Linked DNA regions of Rattus norvegicus: region 2 is linked to region 1. Evidence: chromatin contacts called from public Hi-C data. All regions are on one chromosome and are shown on one strand. The core of a region is the stretch at or near the end of the contact, and the rest is flanking DNA. Distances in the headings are between cores, read along the strand shown.

The links. A called contact is a pair of places that touch in the nucleus more often than the background predicts.
Region 2: a contact with region 1 is called in a Hi-C map of psoas muscle, with 2.0 times the contacts expected there. The contact joins the promoter of Nr3c2 here to the enhancer-like site in region 1.

What each region holds. Positions count from the first base shown.
Region 1 is chr19:47,729,695-47,733,768 of GRCr8, reverse strand. The region is part of intron 3 of Nr3c2 (nuclear receptor subfamily 3, group C, member 2); the gene reads left to right. Among named protein-coding and RNA genes, the nearest start is that of Nr3c2, 230 kb to the left of the region's middle. Within about 2 kb of position 2,353, at least 4 of the 93 cell types and tissues checked have an H3K27ac peak or open chromatin away from gene starts, as enhancers often do.
Region 2 is chr19:47,960,097-47,964,100 of GRCr8, reverse strand. Nr3c2 (nuclear receptor subfamily 3, group C, member 2) reads left to right here and starts at 1,817. Exons shown (of 9, transcript NM_001395077.1): 1 at 1,817-1,915.

The DNA.
Region 1 (4,074 bases), core at 1,104-3,603:
TTCCGTGTGGCAGAACCAGCCTCACTGTTTAGTGTGCTTTCCTTTCCTGCAGTGAGTTCTATGTATAAGGTGTAACTACACAAATGCACGCAATTCGGGACCTTTTGTCTAGTGTCACTTACCTGCCACTGTTTGACTAAGTGTCTGTTCAAGGGATCTAGCCCTCCATGAATCCTTCCACAAAGATTCCGAAAGGTTTAGAACCCGTTGACCTTGGTGTTGGAGCTGCTAGGACCTGCGGCATTTTATGTCTAACGTCCCCGAGCACATTAGTGTTCTTCCTTATTAAAGTGTACCATCCTTAGACGCCATGCTTACTGAGGAACAAAGCAAGCAGCACATACACAGGGCCTCCAGGTTCTCCCAGCATCCCTCAGTCACTGCATGGCATACCCTGCCCCCAACCCTGAACTTTCCAGCCCAGAGGCTAGGCTCCCAGGTTTTGGCACTCCAGGATAAATTATTTCTCCACTGGTGAAATGAACCAATTCAAAAGCCAGATTAGATCATATTAAATGAAGGTTTATTGGAAAGCTGATCTTGAGAATACTGGTCCCAAGGACTGGGGCCATGGAAGTGGCCATAGGAAAAGAGGAGAGGGGGAAGAGAAAGAGAGAAGGAGCACTTACAGAGAGAGCTGTGGGGGAGGGGACCAAAAGGTCTGGTTTATCTAGGGAAGAGCCTCTGGGGGGTGAGCGAGGGGGCAGCCCAACCCCTGGGTTGGAAAGTTCAGGGTTGTGGACAGGGTATGCCAGGTAGAGACTGAGGGATGCTAGGAGAACCTGGAGGCCAAGTCTGCTTTGATATGTAAAACAAGCACTTAGAGTCTAGAACTAAAGATCTCCTCAGCCAGTCAGGCACCAACAGAAGACCACACTCTCCACAGTCATTTCAACCTCAGGAGCTCTCCTTTTGTGTTGGTTTGTTTGTTTTTTAGTGTATCAAGGTCTGTAAGAAAAAAACATACATTTTCAAGTTGTTTGTTTGCTTTTGAAAGAGATCTTAAGTGCTGGGATTAAAGGTATGTGCCTCACAGCCAGCTAGGCTGTTGTTGCTGTTGTTGTTGGTGTTGTTGTTGTGATTGTTGTTGTTTTTAAGTTTAAGAAACACTTCCTGTTGAAATAGTACGCCATAGAAACAGATGGTTTGACTCCAAGCACAGCCCTGGTAAGAAACAATACTAGAAGTTACTATCTGAAATGAAGATTGGAGAGGACACAGCAGCATGTAGGAATGGACAGAAAGTATGATGTCACACACAAGACCTGTCCAAAGTCAAGTCAGACAGAGAAGGGGAAGTGCAAACAAAGTCCAGGTCCTCACCGAGAAGCTATTTGCAAATGGTATCTGTTGGGAAAGGGGACATCAATTTTCTTCAAAGAGATGACTCTGGGCCTACAACATATTCTGTGGCTGCCCATACTCAGGACAAATATTCTTCATTTTTATGTGCTTTTGCGGTTTATTTGGTAGGGTTTCTTTCTTTTTTCTTTCTTTCTTTTCTTTCTTGAATTTCTTTTTCATGAGAGAGAGAAAAAAAAAACAACCATGAATTTGAATGGGGGTAGGGGAAAATCTGGGAGAGGGAAATCAAATGAACAAAATATATTATATGAAAAAAAATTTTAAGTAAATTTAAAATACAAGTAATTTTAAAAGCTAATAGCTAGAGTGGGGACAGTAGCAATAACACCATTCATTAAACCCTTCTGTGTCATGTGATCTCTGTGCTGGTTTGTGTAGCAAATTAGCAAATAGAAAGACAAAATCATTTCTCTGAAGTCAGTGTGTAGATCAAAGCTTCACACCTCTGTAACTTAGAAGTTGACCCCAAAGAACCTGAACTCAGGGGAGAAGGCACTGAGAGAGATGACAGGACCCAAGAAAATCTCAGGGGAAGGAGTCATGGGGTGTTGTTACCCATCAAAGCCGGAAAATAGTGTCGAAAGGGAAGACGATTTCAAGGTTCCCCAAATAACCAACTGTAGCTTTAAAATTGTAAAGAAGAACCACAAAGGGCCTTCGAAAGGTTGAAGAGAGTTTCCTACCAGATGAGGACACATTGGAGACATTAAGCAAAGAGTTCCCCGAGTGAGCGTGAGACCCAGGAGAGAATGTCAGTCAGCTTTCCATTCCTGTGTCAGAGTACCCAAGATAAACTTGTACAGAAGAGAAAGGCTTATTTTGGACTCATGTGTAGAGAGATTTCAACCTGTGCTTGTTTTGTGCCTGTGTCAAAGGAGTGCGTGAGTACGGAGGGATCCTTATTCCTGATGGTTCTAAGAAGGGGGCAGGGAGGCAGGGCGTTGTCCTCAGAGCTTTGGCCGGCCCTAATCACCCTCCAGTTACCTCATCCTGCAGATTGCTGCTCAGTGCCTGGGTCTGCCAGAGCTTTGTCGGCCTGACTCTGCCTCCACACATTAGCTATGCCCCTGCCTCTCTTGGAGCAAATTCTTTGTTTGAGTCACTGTACATCTGTCCTCTCGATGTTTCAAATTCTAAACATTCTCTAGGGCTTGACTGAGATGGTTCCTTTCTTTCGACGTTTTCATATATCTATTACTAATATTCGCCCTGTACCCTACCCCATTCCTGACTGGTCCTCTCTTCATAAAGTCTTCTTCCCCTTCCCCTTGTATAGCCATATCTTAAAGTAACATCACATCAATACCATATGTCTTATTCCAACTTCCCGAAGCTCCCTGAACCTCTATAATGTAAAGTCTTGGAGGCAATGAATGGGCTACTTTGTGAGTTCTTCAACCTTGCCTTGAAAATCTTTGGGCTGCGGTATGGCTCACAGGTAGAGTACTTGACTGGATGGCGTGAGGCCCCTGGGTTAGACTCCTAGGGCATGCGCATGTATTCACACATATACATGCATATGAATACACACACACACACACACACATGTTTATTGAATGGAGTAGAATCATGGCTGGAGATGTATTCTGCTCACTTATATTTAATTAAGAGCTGACAGTTATTTGAATTTTCTCACTTTACCTTTTTTTAAAAAAAAAAGAAAAAAAGTAAACTAAACCCAGGATGACTGGTAACACCAGCACTTTTTAATCTTTTTGTGTGTGTGTGTGTGTGTGTGTGTGTATGTGTGTGTGTTCGTATGTGTTTGTGTGTGTGTGTTTGTGTGTGTGTATGTGTTTGTATGTGTTTGTGTATGTGTTTGTGTGTGTGTGTTGTGGTGTGTGTGTGTTTGTATGTGTTTGTGTATGTGTTTGTGTGTGTGTATGTTTTTGTGTATGTGTTTGTGTGTGTGTGTGTTTGTATGTGTTTGTGTATGTGTTTGTGTGTGTGTATGTTTTTGTGTATGTGTTTGTGTGTGTGTGTGTTTGTATGTGTTTGTGTATGTGTTTGTGTGTGTGTATGTTTTTGTGTATGTGTTTGTGTGTGTGTGTGTTTGTATGTGTTTGTGTATGTGTTTGCGTGTGTGTATGTTTTTGTGTATGTGTTTGTGTGTGTGTGTTTGTATGTGTTTGTGTATGTGTTTGTGTGTGTGTGTGTCTTTACTATAGGCCAGATTTTACACTTCCTGTTGATGCACTTTTTTAATTGTTCTTTTTATTGGTTCTTTGTGAATTTGACAGCAATCACCCCAATCCCACTTATCCCGCCACTCCACTTGTGCCTGTTTTCCACCCTTACAACCACCTCTCCAACAGAGTAAAAAAATTTCTAGTTGTGGGAGCTATAGTGTGTCACAATGTGCCCACAGTACATCCTTTTGTCCACACTTCTTCACTTGCAAAATTTCATCTCAATGAGTCATTGGTCTGGTTCAGGGCCTCTGGCTTCTACATCATTATTAATACTGAGTCCTCACTGAGACTCCTCTCAGATATTCTGTTGCTGCCCTGTGTCATGGAGATCCTGTAGTTTTGGATCTGTAAGATTGACACCTTCATAAACTGCAGCCATTCCTAAATGGGGTAGATGTTGGGGTGAGACAATTCAAAACCACTGGCCCTCCCACTCTCATACCCCCAGGGCTGGCTCACCAGCAATATGCAAACCCCTACACACCCAACACCTGTCCAGCTCTACCATGCTCCCCAG
Region 2 (4,004 bases), core at 568-3,067, 230 kb before region 1:
ACACACACACACACACACACACACACACACACACACACAACCACTCTCTAACCACTCTCTATCGCCGGAGCTGTCACCGGCCACCCCAGCCCTGGAAGGGGGCGCGGAAAGCCGCGCTTCCCCGCTACCGGCGCGGGGTCTTACCGCTCGACTGGTGGGCTCCCGGGACCTCCACAGTCACCCCGAGGCGAACCAGCAGCCCCGGAGACCCGCCGGCCCCAGGCCGGGCCGCCACTGCTGGGGACCGGCGGGTGCTCACAGCCCCCTCGGCGCGGTTTAATGCCGCCGGCTCGCCGGCTCGCCGCCTCCAACAGGGTATCTGCACTGTCGCTCTATTACTCTACCCACCGTCAGTAGGGCGACTGCCGGGATTGCTATCCTCTCCATCCTCATTGCCGATCAGCCAGTATTGGACTTGCTGGTAGCGGCGGCAGCGGCGGAGGCGGCGGGAGTCTCGCTGCCCCCCTCCCCCGCCCCAGCCTCCCTAACATGTCCTAGAAAAGGTGAGTGCAGCGACTGTCACTTTGCACCGACAGTGTCGGGAGGGGCCTGGGGAGCGCAAAGGAGGCCCAGGGTAGCAGGGCCAGCGCAGAGGGCAGATGAAGCGGGTCGGCTTAAGGAGGTGGGCTGCGGGCGATAGGTCTGGTGCCTGCCAGGCTGGCGCGGGACAAGGGTGCGGGGAGGCTGGCGAGCGCTCGGCGGCTTCTCCGCGCCGCTCTAACCTAGATTTTGCAAGGAGCTTCGACTCAGGGCAAAACCAGCCCTCCCTAAAGGAGGTAAAAACTTAGTAAAAAGATCCGGGTCCATTTCTTTAATAATGAATAGTTCTGCCACACTGGCTGAATTGCAGCCGCTCTGCTTGGCGAGCCCGGGCCGCCGGGTCCGGGACTCCCCTAGCTCCAGCTCGCCACCCGCGCGCGGCCCCGGGTGTGATCGATGCTGAGAGTGCTCGCCCGGCGCGCATGACAGCTACCCTCCCGGGAAAGTTGGGACACTCGACGGGGGGTTCGTGTGTGTAGGGGCTCCAGGGCCAACTCCACGCCAGGGACTGCTGGGCACCGGAGTCCGGAGTCCCAACCAGCTTGCGGGCTTCGCTGCAGTCCCCTTTGCCTCTGGGGAATGTCCTGCGGGAGTGGCTGAGAGTTCCAGTCTCCTTGGGCTTGGGATCCGGGATCCTGAGGCTTAACAAACTGTAAGGAAAGGAGGGGCCTTTGGGCACAAGGTGCCCTCCTCCTCCTGGGGCTTCAGCACTCGGGAAGCGAGGGTGAGCCTGAAGCTGCACAGCTGCCGCTGGCGGCCTGCGGGTCGCTAAGGGCCAGGGGACCAGATTTAGGTGTGTACGTCACTGGTGCTGACTCCCAGACAGCAGGGGAGTCCAAAGCCCAGCCTCAAACCAATTTGAAAGTCCTTAGAAATTAAAGTTAAGGAGTCCATCTTTCGGCTTAGCAAGTGCAGTGCTTAGGTGGGCGGGAGGGAAATCAGGGTGGGGGCGAAGGAAGGGAGTCGAAATTTCTTCGCGCAGACAAACGATCCTTAGAAAATAGTTTTAGTGCTCTCCCCTCTTCCAGTATGCCTGCCCCAATTATATGCACCCCTTCCAAACATTATAAAGTGAGTATCCTCGATAGTAGGCTTTCTTGCATATTGAACTAGTGGAAAAATCCAGTACTGAAGTAGTAAGTACAGTAACAAAATTATCAGGCGCCTCAGCTCTTGACCCTGGCACTTTTTTTTTTTTTTTTTTTTTTTTTTTTTTGGCAAGGGGTGGGGTGGGAGGAAGGCTGTGTTTAAAGGGGTTTGGCTGCACTGAAAGCACCCGCTTTTCCTGCGTGGTTAAAACAAGGAAACTGAAATCGAGTGGGAACGAGATCCTCTGGCTTTCCGACCGCGGAGATTACGGCTGCTCGGCAGGGAGGTAACTCTGAGACCTGGAGGGGGCGGGGAGCAGAGCTTCAGGGGTCCCGGGGACGCCCACCCTAGCAGTCCTAGGCCTGAGGACACTGTGGGAGGCGCCGGGTGTGCGACGCTGCGGCTCACCTGGCGCTGCAGGTGGAGAAAGCGAGGGCACACCATCTAGGCTGCTCTCGCGTCATCTCTTTTTTCCCCTTCTCTCCAGATTGCCTGTGGTCCACCGCGGGTGAAGGTGGGGGGACAGTTGGGTAGGTGAGAGCAAGTTTGGAGCGAAGGAGCAGAGTGGGCTAAAGGGTAGTGTGTGCAGGGGTGCCCCGAGTCGGGGCCACCTCCGGGAACTAGGAGAACACGCCGCCTCTGCGGCTTTAAGGAAGCTGCGGAGTCCAGGCTGTGTCGCAGCAACTTTGTATCAGTCATGTCGCCCGCCTGGTGACTGACAGCCCCGATTGCCCAATGAGAAGCGCTCCTAGCCCGCACAGCGTGGAGCCTTGTTTCCCCCTTGGCCAATGGAAATCGCTCCGGCGGGCGGGACAGCGACCTGAACTTTCTGGACATGTGACCGGGTTTAAAAGGGCCGGCTTTCCACTCCCCCTCGGGGCTTTCGCCCGCCCCCTCCTCTTGGCCCGCCCTGGCCCTGCCCCTGACCCCTCCCCTCAGCTCCTGCGCACCCCGGGTGTCATTGGGCCCGGGAGAAGAGAGCCAACTTCAGGCTGCTCAGAGGAAGCCAGTGCAAGTCACCTGGGCGCTAGCGCTGCTGTCTCAGGCTCTCCCGCTGCAGGGAGAGCGGCACTCGCTGGTCTGGATGTGGTTGGATGTAGGGGGGCTCCGCAGCAGGGTTGTCGTGGTGGTGGCAAGCGCTGCAACAGGTAGACGGCGAGAGGACGACCCTGGCCGAGGCAGGTGTGTAGGGGTGCGCAGTGGGGCGCCTCCGGTCCAGCCCGGTGTGCGGCCGTGGCAAGGGTGGCTTGCACTTTGCAGGGAGAAGCCGCTGCGTAATCCGGAGGCACAGTCAGTATGGTTCTGTGTGCTTGTTGTTTTGTTTTGGTTTTTCACCCCCCACAACCCCCCCACACCCTGGCCGGCTGAGGACTATTTTGGGAAAGTTTGGCCACTTTGGATAAATGCCCTCTAAAGAGCGGCTTTTAACCGCCTTTGGCAGTGGGCGGTCTACCACCCTCCCCTTTCCCCAAAAATGAATTTCAGATCGTTTTGCTCTTGCAAATTTTAAAGGACGTTTGAATAATGTTTCTTTCATCTATCAATTGCGGAAGCTTCTCAGTCTGAGTGGGAGGTGTAGCCGATAAGGGCAGTTGAAGGAGCTAGATCACCATAGATGTTGTATGAACAGGGTCTGGAAAACCTTGCGATTCCTTTCCTTTATAGTTGGGGAAACTCTAGGGGATTCTTAGGACAGGGACAGACAAGGGATGACGCTCCTTTTGGTGGTATCCTTGTCCAGATGGATTTTAGTTACATGGCTTTTCCTGCTGAATTTTTGAAAGACGAGGTTTAAATCATAATGCTTCATCATACCATCTGCTTTATTTATTTATTATATCATAGTTCGGAAAACTTTTCCTAGCAGAAGAGTTGTTAAAGCTGCTGAGTTTTAAAGGCACCAAGCTGCATTTTACCATTGTGGGTCCTCACTGTTATTGGTGATATTTATATAGTAATGATAACGGCGTTTTCCATTTGCATAGTCCTCCTTTGGAGCTTTAATTTCACGTTTGACATCACAGCATGCTACCTACCATGTATGCCATGAAATACTTTCGGGACTTTAGGAGGGGAGAGGCTAAAGCTAAAGCAAGCTTCTTCCTTTATGGAAGAGGTAGTTTTGTTAAAGGAAAAGAGAGAGAGCTGATGTGGCTCATTGGGTCAGGCCAGCGAACAGGCCAGCGAACAGAACTCGTGTGTGCTTGGCTCTAACTGGTTCTCCCACTCTCTCAGGTGACCTTGGCAGGTTTATCCCTCCCTCATCTGTAAGAGGGGAAGGTAACAGTCCTGAGGAGCAGAGCGACTAAAACTAGTTTTCTGAAGTTATCTGCCTTCTAAAGCTGGGTCTCTAGTGTGCCATTCAATAACAGTAA